3 separate regions of the Anser cygnoides genome follow, and regions 1 and 3 are each linked to region 2. Evidence: chromatin contacts called from public Hi-C data. All regions are on one chromosome and are shown on one strand. Each heading gives the region's core, a stretch centred on a gene start, on an enhancer-like site or on the middle of the called end of the contact. The rest is flanking DNA. Distances are from core to core; before and after follow the strand shown.

What was found. Hi-C and Micro-C count contacts between places; a contact is called where the count stands out from the background.
Region 1: a Hi-C map of liver shows a contact between it and region 2, with 14 times the contacts expected there. The contact joins two enhancer-like sites. A contact is called at or near these places in 2 of 7 Hi-C or Micro-C datasets (both in liver).
Region 3: a Hi-C map of liver shows a contact between it and region 2, with 14 times the contacts expected there. The contact joins two enhancer-like sites. A contact is called at or near these places in 2 of 7 Hi-C or Micro-C datasets (both in liver).

What each region holds. Positions count from the first base shown.
Region 1 is chr26:2,191,865-2,195,824 of Taihu_goose_T2T_genome, forward strand. The region is part of intron 1 of BMP1 (bone morphogenetic protein 1); the gene reads left to right. Among named protein-coding and RNA genes, the nearest start is that of BMP1, 4.1 kb to the left of the region's middle. Within about 2 kb of position 2,562, at least 2 of the 3 cell types and tissues checked have open chromatin away from gene starts, as enhancers often do. A contact at or near this core is called in liver, where this site is marked.
Region 2 is chr26:2,492,068-2,495,708 of Taihu_goose_T2T_genome, forward strand. LOXL2 (lysyl oxidase like 2) reads right to left here. Exons shown (of 14, transcript XM_013202100.3): 11 at 933-1,048; 12 at 230-366. Among named protein-coding and RNA genes, the nearest start is that of R3HCC1, 15 kb to the left of the region's middle. Within about 2 kb of position 1,269, at least 2 of the 3 cell types and tissues checked have open chromatin away from gene starts, as enhancers often do. A contact at or near this core is called in liver, where this site is marked.
Region 3 is chr26:2,901,076-2,905,139 of Taihu_goose_T2T_genome, forward strand. It overlaps DOCK5 (dedicator of cytokinesis 5), which reads left to right. Exons shown (of 57, transcript XM_013200957.3): 10 at 281-377. Among named protein-coding and RNA genes, the nearest start is that of GNRH1, 60 kb to the right of the region's middle. Within about 2 kb of position 2,271, at least 1 of the 3 cell types and tissues checked has open chromatin away from gene starts, as enhancers often do. A contact at or near this core is called in liver, where this site is marked.

The sequences.
Region 1 (3,960 bases), core at 1,312-3,811, 300 kb before region 2:
CTCATTGGGGTGGGGGCTCAGGGGGACACAGACACGGCACCGCCTGCCCGCAGGGTGACAGCAGAGCCCCGGGACGGGGGCATTGCAGTGCTTTTGGGGGGGGTGCACAGCACCGGGGCGGGGGTCTCGAGCCCCCCCTCGTGCTTCCCAGCCGTGCCTGGAGCGCTCTGGCTCCGTCCGCCTGGGTTTCACCTAGATTACACTTTCCAGGCGTAGTCAGCGGAGGCTACTGGTTGCAGTCACGCTTGTCAGGGTGCCCAAGAATATTTTCCAGCCGTTATATGTCACTTATTCAGGCCGGCTAAAATCCACCCGCGGAGCCGGGGCCGGCGGGAGGCCTGGGCTTTGGGGCCGGGGGCGGCGCGGAGACCTTGTAAATCTCAGCCCGGTGCCGGGCTCGGCTTTTATCCTTGTGCAGTCACCCGTTCGGCGCGGCGGCGGGGGGCCGGGGGTGTGCTGGGGCGGGGGGGGGGGTTAGGGGGCTGCAGCCCCCCCTGGGAAAGCCTCCCGCTGGTGGTTCACGTCGCGGGAGCTTCCCGAGCTGGTCCAGACTGGGGCTGGGGAGCACATGGCTGTAGGGTGGGCGAATCCCCCGTCGGGCACGTGGGGATGGCAGAGGGAGAAGCGCAGGCGGCGGCGAGCTCGGCTTCAGCTTGGGAAGGAGTTAAGGGGAGGCTGGGCTCCGTCCCGGAGGCTCTGACACGCTGGAGGTTTCATGCTTTGCGTCCTCCGCGCCGAGCCCCGGAGGAGGCTTTCTCCTCCGCTCGCTGTCACGGAAGAGGAGCGGGAGGAAAATCCTCCCCTGGAGCGATCCGAGCGTCCCTCCCGCTCCCGACCTGCCCCCGGACCTTTACGAGCCGTGTTTATTAGAGGCCAGGCTCCTCCGAGCTCGGCACGGCCGCTTGCTCCGTGCTGTGCTGGCCCCGGCAGAGCCCAGCCCCTCGGGAAAGGGGGCTGGGGGCTCGGAGAGGGGTGCTGTGCCCGGGCAGGATGCGCCTTGCCCTTGTTTCTCCCCTTCCGACGGGTGCTGAGCTCAGGGATGATTCAGTGGCAGGGCATCCTGCTGGCCCTTCAGCGTCCCCACCACCCGGGGGGCTGTGGGAGGAGAAGGTCCCCCCCGGGTGCTGAGCAGCCCCAGCCCCCCCGTGCCTCAGTTTCCCCCCCGGCCGCAGCGGGGCCGTGCTCTGGCCGGGCTCCCGGCGTGGCTGCGAGGCTGAATTCCTGTATTGTGCCGGCCGCGCTCTAGGAAGGTGCTCTGGGAAAGCAAATATTCCTCGCCCCGCCGGCTGCTTGGCCGGGGGCACCGGGAGAGGGGCTGAGCACCACGGCCAGAGGGGAGTAAAGGGCCAGGATCCGTCCCCCTGGGGTCCCCGCAGGGCCACGGGGTGCCGGCGAGCTGCGGGATGAGGCCTCGACCCCAGCCACCGTGGCGCTGCGCTCCCAGCCGCGCTGCTGGGGATGCCCAGCACCTCTCCGCCTTTACACCCGTGCGCCCCAGCAGGATGAGACCCCCGAGGCGGGGTGGGGGGGGGGTCCCGGCCGCATCCGTGCGCGGCACCCGCTCCTCCTGCTGCGGCCCCGGCGTGTTTTGCTGCTCGCTGCGGGTGCAGCTGGGCTGGCGCGAGGCAGCGAGGGGGAGGCGCGAGGAGCATTCCTCACATATTTAACGGCTCCGCCGAGCCAGTGGGATGCTGCCCCGGTGACTCCGAGGCTTTACGACCCCGGCGGCTTGGCCCAGGCCGGGATGCACCTTTTAAACCTCTCTCCTCCATCCTGCCCCGGAGACGCCTCCGTCTTGTGGCCGGGGCAGCGCGGCTCGCTCCCTGCCTCTTCGCCCGCTCCCAGTTTGGTCCCTGGCTGGCCCCGGAGCGATGCTCGTGGTCCACAAGGGCTTGGAGGCGGTGGGATGGTCGGACTGAGCCTGCTCCTTGCTCCTGAGCACGGGCTGATGCCCATCACACCAGACCCGTGGCTCTCGGTGCTCCGAGGGGAGCCCGGCCTCGTCGGACCCGCGTTGGGGCGAGGGCTCTTCCGAACCCGGCGCCGCGCACCGAGCCCGGTTTGCCCCAGACTGACCTGAAACCTGATCCCGTCCTGTTTATCTGCGCGCCCTCCCCTGCCAAGGTTTCTCCCGCCGATCTGTTTGCTTTTGCGCGCTCGCCAGGACATCGCGTTCACGCCCCGGGCTCGCGGGGCTCGTCCGCAGGTTGGGTTGTGCCTGCGAAAACCTCGGGGCTCGTCCCGAAACCTCGGCGATGCCAGCCCTTCGTCGGAGGGCCCCGTTCCCGGGGGGACCCCTTCCTTCTCCTCGCTTTGAATAGGAAGGATGCTGAGCGCCCGCATCCCTGGCGAGCCGTGGGGAGGGGACGAGGGGGCCCTCGGGGACGGCCACGGAGCCGTGCGCACGGCGAGGATCGTGCCTGCAGCATTGGGATGGGGTGCTGGGGGGGCTGGCCCGGGTCCGAACGTCAAACTTTGTTTGTCTTGATCGTCCCTGGGCTTACGTCACCGTTGCAAGAACCCGAAAACAAAAACACAGCGTGTAAAAAAAAAGTCAAACAAGAGGGGCTGAGTTATCTCCGGCAGGATCCGGCCCCGCCGGGGTGTGCGGGAGGCTGAAATAGGCAGATTTGGGGCATTTTTGGGGTGCTGGCTGTGGCACGGGGGGGAACGCCACCTTCTCGGCTTCCCCAGCAATACCATGGGGGGTGTGGGGTGAGTGTGGGGTGGCTGATGGGGACGCCGAGGCTCAGGGCTGGGGTAGGGATGCTGGGGACACGGTGGCACCTTGCAGGTGGCTTTGGGGTGCCGGGGAGCTCGGCGGGAGCCTCGCTGGCAGGTCCCAAAGGGTTGGGGAGCAGGAGGGACGTGCAGGGCCGGCCCCTTCCCTGCTCCCACCCCCTTCCTCTGCAGCTGCTGGGGACAAGGATGGGGACATCACGCCCCGAGCGTCCCCACGGCCGGTGCATGGCCTTGGAGCCACCGCCTCTCCGGGTCTCCGTGCTCCCACTGCACCGGTGCCATGCTGGCACCGTGTCCGCCCCGCTGGCACCGCAATTGCTCAGACCTTGCCCCGAATTTTGCAACCTGGGGCGGCCCCTGCGGCACGGCCACGGCCTCCCGGGCTGGGGACAGCACTGGGGACACCGGGCTGTCCCCAAACCCTCGGGGAGCCGAGCGGCACCGCGCCACGGCGGGGCGAGGGTGCGAGGGCGCGGGGTGCGGGCGCAGGGGGTGCCCCGGCGGCGTGCTGCAGCTCCGATTTCCCCCGCTCCTACGTGAGCTCCGCCGAGCTTTGGCAGCTCCTCGCCGCCCGCGGCGCTGGGCTGGGGCCGGGCTGACTCAGGGACCTCTCCTGCCCCGTCAGCCCCGGCACGGCGCCTTCGCCCCCGCATTTTTTTGGGGGAGCAGCCGCGGAGAGGAGCAAGTCGCAGCAGCGGCCCCTCGGAGGGGTTAACTGGGAATTCTGGCACGGGGAGCCCCCGCGGCGGAGGGGCCGCTGGGGACAGGGGCGCCTTCGGGACGGCCCCTGGGGAGCTCTGGGCTCGGCCCGGCGGGGAGGAAGCGCCCAAACCCCAAACCAACGTGGACGTTTCTAAAAGCAACGCTTTGGGCTGGCCCTAACGTGGCCTTAAAGGGATCGCGGCCGGGCCACCTCCGCTCCTCCAGCCCGGGGCGGGGACGGCCCTGAGTGGGAAGCCGCTTTTCCCAGCCGGGAGGGGAATTTTGGGGGATTTTTCCGGTGGCCGTGGCACGGCCCCAAGCTCTGGCTGGGTCCAGCAAGAAGCCGGGCTGCCTCGCACCGGCTCGGAGAGCAGCCCCACGTCCCCGCGCTCGCCTGCCCGGCTCTCTCACGTATCCCAAATCCCTCACATATGGTTTCTATATCACTTGGCTCTGCCGGCGCTTGCTCCGCCGTAAGCGAGCTTAATTTCCCTTGTCTTTCCATGCGCCTCTTGG
Region 2 (3,641 bases), core at 19-2,518:
CGAAGCTGTGGTTATCATCCCTGACTTTTTAATTGGGTTTAATATGGGATCTGGTAACACTTTGCTGTTCTGGTAGCTAATTCTTTAGGTATTCTGGGAACACAATCACTATAAGCAGTAGTTCATAGTATTGTAGATGTATAAACTAACCAGTTAGTTACATTCCTGGCATCCCCAGTGGATAAGATAAAGGCACTGGCAGTGTCTCAAACGCTTTTTCCCCCCGTACCTGGAAGAGGTAGTCGCCCGGCGGGACATCAGTAATATCGATCCACTGGCAGTCGATGTCATGTCGGTACACGTCCCAGCACCCGACTGTGATCCCTTGTTCACCGAAATTGGCACATTCGTACTGTTTTTGCACGTCTAAAGGAGGAGAGGAGTTAAAACCACGCAGCGTTGGATTCACAGACCGTGTCAGAGGAAGGGCTGGTTGTTCTCCAGCTCCCATAGACAGCGATAAGCTACGGGCGTGAGATTTTGGATGAGACAACGCAACGTTACCTCGCTTAGAGTCCTGTACTGAAATACATGGACTAGTTAAATGCCTGGGAGGAGCTGCCACCTTTCCTGTGTTATCACCCAGGGGCAAGTCTCAGAGTTTCATGCTTTATGGGAATCAGACCATGCACACTGAGGTTTCCAGAGCAGCTCAGAATAAAGACATAAGAAGCTGAGGTCTGGAAACCTCGACATACACGGGGTCTGCTGGGATTCTCTTAAACCTGTAGAGACCATTATTCCATACTAACACATCCTCAGGACTGGTTTCCAGGTCCTGTCAAGCCACGCTCGAATTTCCTAGGATCTATTCTATCTATTTCCTAGGATCTATTCTATCTATTCTAATTTCTAGGGAATTTCCTAGCATCTTTGAGTCCCGTAATCTGTATGGGGACAGCAGAAAGCACGAGGGGCAATGGCAAACGCACCTGCTTCACACTCCGTGTCTTCCAGACAGAAACTGGCCTTGTGTCCTTCAGCTACCTTGGTCCCGTTGAGGTTCAGGAGATCGTAGTGGGTAAAAACCTCCATGCTGTGGTAGTGCCTGCAAGACACAGACGGGGAGAGCCATCGTTAGGGCAAGCAGACGCCCCTTTAATTACCACCTCTGAAGGGCTGTGCGGTGCCCCCAGCAGCGACGGTCCCGGGGGCAGGACAACGTGGATGGGAATAGCCCGGACTTTGTGCTGCTTCATCCCTCGGGCAGGAATTTCTCCTCCCACAGCAGCGTGGGAGGAAATAAATGACGATGCACAAAGCGCTGGGAACCGAAAGGTGCTGCAGGAGGAGAGGGAGAGAGAAACCCCGGGCAGGAGACGTTCCCCTCGGCACGCTCCTACGTGGCACCGGCGCTCGGGCTGCCTCCGTCCTGGCTCCCAGCCCGGGTATTTGTTTATACATCAAGTGCTAAAGCTGTGCCAGGGGAGAGCCTTGCCCCAGCCTTCGTGGGATCGCAGTGGTTTATAAGGTGGGAAAAATCAAAGCCGGCAGCACCAGGTTATCATTTCTAGTGCCCTGTTTACCCAAAAAAGAACTGTTTCACCTGTCCCTAACAGGCTGCAAACAGAGCAGGATGTTCCCAAGCTAGCAACCTGGCTATTTCTTTTTTTTCCTTTTTTTTTTCCTTTTTTATTTTTAAAAAGGAATCGGAATGTAAATTTATTGGCAGAAAACGAACAACAGATGGAACCAGCTTCTCCCTCCCAGCACTCGCTTCGCTCTGATCTAAACAAGGTGACAGCTGGCTTCGCACACGACGCATTTCATCATTTTAAACGGGGAAGCGTTGGTGTCAACTCAGCCGGGGCTGCGCCGCTATCCGAAGTCGCTGTCGAACGCAGCAACGCTTCGGAGAGAGCACGGAAGCTGTGCTGTAAACCTGCAACCAGCAAAGCGAGACCACTGCAGGGTCTGGGAGGTGCTGACCTCAGGAACTTTGTCCTCTCCCATGCCAAACTGCTGCTTCAGAAAAAAATTCAACCTGTGCCTAAGTGCAGTCAATTCCTTGGGCCAGGAAGGAGGTGGGAAGTGCCCAAGCAGAGCTCCACGTGGCCAGGGCTGGGAGCACAAACGTGGTCACGCTGATGTAACATGCTGAATTTGATCCCAGCCTTGGAATCGGGGAAAAAAACCCACACGCAAGCACATTGTTGGGAACAGGAGTGCAGCCACGGGTGCTGGGAGCAGAGCTGGTCCCCAAATCCTGAGGCACCAGAGCCCGTCTGCACAGCCTGACCTGGGGGTGAGGCAACTGCACGGCCCCCAGTTCAAAACCTGATGCTTATGAGTTAAATAAATAATAAATAAAAAGCACAAGGCACGGCTCATCTCCTTTCCAGCTGTAAAAATAATCACAGCATAAAAACTTACAGCCGCAAGTATTGCAGCCCCACTCTGCACCCGTTTTTACAGAAAAAAAGGGGTCAAAGATGGAAGGGCAGAAATCTTTCCTCTAGAGATTGGGTTTTTCACCTTCTACCACCTCCCCTCTAACCAAAACCAAACAAATAAATCACGACACGCCAGAAATTAAACAATTTTGAGCCCCTGCTAGGATCTTTCCCATTTTTTTGTTCTGCTTCCACATCGAAAGCCTACTGAACAGAAGCTCCCAGTGATGGAGTGAGGCAACAAGGAAAGAAGGGACGTTCTGCAGCAGCTGAGCTGTTGACTTTGAAGCTGTCTGATTTGGCTGCCTCCTGGATAAGTTTGAGGTCTCGAGTCTGACTCAGTTTCTGAAATATGTCTGAATCATTCAGAGAGGTGTTTACATTCTGGTGTTTACAGGCTGGAAAGATTGAAGAGGGATTGAGTTCATCCCTCCTCCGTATAAACAGAATCCAGTTTTGAGTGCACAGATGGCTCTTGGCCTCTTCCCGATCCTTTCCCAGCCTCACCTCACTTGGGCAGTCTCTCCCCAAGAGCTCCAAGTGCCTCCTTTTTACCCAGCCTGCGACGTGCTCGAATCCCTGTGGCACCCACGAATTCCTCCGGCCCCTTCCCATCCAGAAGAGCAGGCAGACGCTGTTCTGGTCCAGGCTTCCTCCTCCCCTGCACCTCCCATTTCCTATTTACCTCCGGTTCTGTGCCGCTGAGGTTTTAGCTCTGCTCGTGCCTCTGAATGCAGCTCTCACAAAACCAACCTGTCTGCAAGGTAAAAGCAGCCAGCACCTGCCCCATACTACAGCCTCACCTCGCTCACACCGTTAGCAAAGGCTATTAAGGACTGTAAGAATTGGGAATTTATTGCTCTACGTGTTTTCAGAAGGCGCAAGCCTTACCGCAGTGGCAGGATAAAAGCAGTGCACCGAGTTTCTTAGCTCCCTTTTATCCCAAATTAGCGAAAAATCAGCCTTGTAACAAGCCATCATTCCAGAACCAAAGCATCTGCACGGCTCAGTTCCAGCTCCCTTTCCTCTCCCTCGTTTTCTTTGGCTGAAACTGTCAGCGTCCCCCTGAAAAACAATGCACTTTGGGGGTAAGTTTGCTGTTTACCAAAAAGTGCCAAAACCAAACAATCTCCCAGCTGTGCGCAATCTAAGCGGAGTCGAGACGCACAAATAAAATAAAGAGAAAATGCAGAGTTAGTGCGGTTTTGCGTCCCTTCCCAAGGAGATCAGATGGCTGCATCTTTCTGC
Region 3 (4,064 bases), core at 1,021-3,520, 410 kb after region 2:
ATTCCTTCCTGCCTTGGAAAACATTTTAGGAAATGATTCCTCATTTGATTCTTTTAGTGGATTCTGTGATCATTACGGTGTGAGGGGAAAAAGCAGCTGCAATAGAAAGAGACTTTAGAAAGTACTTTTTTTTTTAATTATTATTTATTAAATAACTGTGGCTGAGTTACCAGGGTGATTATTCAGAACTTAATTTTTGTCCATTTAGGATTTGATCTTGAGTATAAGGTTTTGATCTTGAGTATAATGCCCTTTTTCTATTTTCTCTTTTTTACTTTAGACAACATGAGACGGTGATTCCAGGTGAACTGCCCCTTGGGCAAGAACTGACTTCCACCCTGAGGGAGTGGGCAGTTATCTGGCACAAGTTGTACGTGGTAAGCTTGCTTCAGTGGTTGGTATTTAGCAAAGGAAGTGAGAGAAGGGCTACTTCATTCAGGTTGAAATGCAAACAGTGTGGAAGTCTTTTAAAAGCTCTTATTTCCTTCTGTGCAGCCAGAAATGTGTGTGTACATTGCAAGCGGTAAGGCTTTTAAGAATGGGAGTTTCCAGAGTCCAGTTATGCTGATAAGAGACTTAGATCTGCTGTGTTTCAAACCCCATGTTGCTGGGGCAGGGGGGATTCAGCAGCAGTCTGGAGCGTATGCAGAAGCAGAATTATCTTCAGTTATTAGGAAGATAACTGTCTCATGCTTTGCTGTACTCTGTCCTGTAATTATTTCTTGTTTCAATTGTCTGGCAAATAAAATGAACAAGATATTAAATGATGTCGGATGAGATGAGACCTGGGCCTTTTGCAGAGCACTTTAAGATCTCTAAAGAGAACCTGATGCAGAACTGAAGAACTATCATTCTTGTAAAACTGACCTCACAAGGGGCTAAAAAAGTTCCGCTCTCCTCTAAATAAATGTGCGAGCACAGACAGAGTGGCAGTTTAGTCCGTGCCACAGAGTGTTCGCTGTACTTGAACAATTTGTGATGACAGAGCACTGCTGAAGACTTGACTCTGAGCATCAGCTGGCACAAGTCACACTCAGCATCGTGTCAGCTGGTTGGGGTTGTGAGTGTGACTCAGTTTGCTGTACAGTGAGGCTTCCTGCTTCACATCCCTCCTGTATGAGGGCAGGAGATCTCAGTGAAGTTGTGCGAGAAACCGTGATGTTTTAACAAAACATTTAACAAGGGTGAAACCTGTGTTTCTGGACATCGTGTAGATATTTAATGGAATGCCTGAGCCTCACCCCCGAGTGCATGTACAGGTCAGGTAGGCAAAGGAGAGGAAGAGAGCTAGGGCTGGGGGTGCTGGTGGGACATTTGACTGACCAAAGTCCCATAATATGTGTCATTCTCAGTAGAGAGAATGACAAGACACGTGACAAAGTTACTACAGAAAAGTCAGCTCAAGGTAATGCACAGATTCAGTAGTTTTGCTAAAGTTGGTGAAGTTCTTGCTCAGAGAAGGACAGCTGGAGTTCACAATGAATTGCCTTCTTTTAAAGGTGATTATTAATGCATGTTAAGAAGAGCCAAGAGATTTCTCTTTGGTCAGTAATGTGTTCAGCCTGCGGAGTAGTATGTGCCCTGAGACTTTAATTAAGATGAAAGAATTGTTTTAAATTAGCTCTAACAATTCAGTTTATCCAGAGCAAGTTTTGCTATTGAAAATTTCACGGGGCCACAAGCACGTTTTGTTTGTGAGCCACGAAACCACAAAAATTTGTTCCACCCTCTTAACTTAATGAGAAACCGTATGTGACGTTATTACTGTGTGAAAAGAGAGTTTTATTCCTGATTATTATTTTTTTTTCTGAATAACTTTAAGATCATAGCCTCAGAATCTGTTTTTTTAAGAGCAGATGTCTTTCATGTTCCTGTGCTTAACCAACATAACTCTTAAAATAGTCCTGGAAAATGTTGTGGTTTGAAATGGATTTGAGTTTATTTTATTTTCCCCCTGCAGTATGTATTAAAAGAAAAAAATAACAAAGGAGGAAGGAGATATTTGAGGAGAGAAAGGAAATACAGAGGATTTCTTTATTTGGCAGCATTTCATTTCACTTTAATTTCTGGGCTTTGCAGCAGACATTGTACCAGGGGGTATATCTCCACTGCAAAATAAATACGAAAATGGGCAGGGGTTTTTAACTTGGGCTGGTTAATGGGAGTTAGCTAATGTAAACAGGTGCAGAGATAACTCAGGGTTAGCTCATGCCAAATTAAGATATGCTCTGAATTTCCCTGAAAGCTAACCCAAGTTTTCTTCCCTTTTTAACTCAGGTTAAGAGTACATTTATTTTTGCCTTTGTTTACTAAATATGTCAGCAATATCTGCCTTGTATCAACTATAGGCTCATCTAGCTTCCGCCAGCCCCTTGACATGGGCCCAAACTGAAGGAAGATGCCTATTTATAGCTCCCTTTACATTTATATTCTCAAGGGGCGAACGATGAGTAGTTCTTATCATTCCTGTTCTTTGCAGGGACCAGAACGGGGCAGTAACTGAGGTGAGCCTCTCGTTCTGCCGTGTGGGAGCAGCTGGGGCTTGTGGTTAAACATTAACAGCCCTGATACAGCCAAGTGACATCAGTCAGCTGCCACCTGGATGAAGCAGCAATACACAGTCGACCAATTCCCACTAGCTGTTGGGTGGGATGTAGTCCAAAAAAAATAAAATAAAAATCATTTTGGAGTTGCATAACCATACACTTTGTCCCAGATGATCAAAACTATGGCACTTTCCCTCTGAAAATGAACTGCACTTGACTCTCAACATAAGACGGTTGTAGTAACTGGCTAACCATGCAGAGGTAAAACAAGGATGAGGCCCGAATTCCTTCTTGAATCTTACAGCTGACACTTTTTAAGGCTTACTTATCTAAGCAGGTACAGCTGCAAGTATGGTGGCTTACTGCATAGCTATCCACTTCCTAATTGCAGTGTGAGCCTTGGAATCTGGGGCTCTATGAAAGAGATGTACAGGTATGACTAATTTTATTAGGGCAGAACCAGTTAAGAGCATAAAAAATATTTAATTAGAGATGATAACAGTAGAAACGGGAAGAGGAAGCTCCTTAACAAAGCAGGTTTTGATGTTCTGCTCAGTCAGTGCTTTGTAATTAGAGATGCTGAATCCATAGCAAAAGATGAAAAATGCAGTGACTGCAGCAGAGCGGAGCGAGTACCGGGGTAGATGAGGCAGGTGGTGTCTGGGAAGCCTCCTTCAGCCACATTATCTTTTAATTGCATGTTTGGATGATCCCTGGCGTGGTGGGTTCTAAACAGCTCCTGTCGGACTGATAAAAGTGAACTTTGAGAAACCTCTGTTACCATTTTGCCTGGGTTAGTGCTTGAGAGCATGGAATGAGTCAGGCCTGGGTTGCGCTAAGGTCTATGCAAATATAAACAAAAACGAGTGCTCTGAAAAGCAGACAAGCTTCAGCCTTATTTACTGATAGGCACCAGCCAGGGAGATGATTGTGTTTCCACAGAGCTGCTCTGATTTCCATGAACTCCTCTCTGGAGGTCAGGCGTAGACATGGCAATCCAGGTACCAGCAGGTAGAGCGTGGACCTTGAAATATTACATGCATACTGGCAGGGAAGTGTATCCCAGATACTGCTGCATTTTGTTACCATTCCTTTTTTTTTTTTTTTTTTTCACTGTAATGGATTTTGAGTGCCTGTTGGGACAGGATAAGGAGCAGGCAGCCATGAAAATGCATCCATGGACTCAGCTCCCTTAGCATTCTGGTTTTACAACATAGTTGCTAACACTGTAAACAGTGGTGGAGGCAGAATTTGAATTAATCAGGTTTTTCATGTTGTATTTTGGTGATGAGATCTTTTTCATGTGTACCAAATAGGTTGAAGAATTATTTTGGCTGGTGAGAGCTGTAGGAGGGATAGGTGTGAGGAAAAAGCTTATGTGGACATCAGTGGCATAAGTAGTTATGTTTTGGTATCACCTTTAGACTTTCAAAAGTAAATGAAGTGTTTGCTTTAAAGAGTCTAACTATCTAAACAAGCAAAACAAACGGGACATGCATAAAAACGTCACACAACATC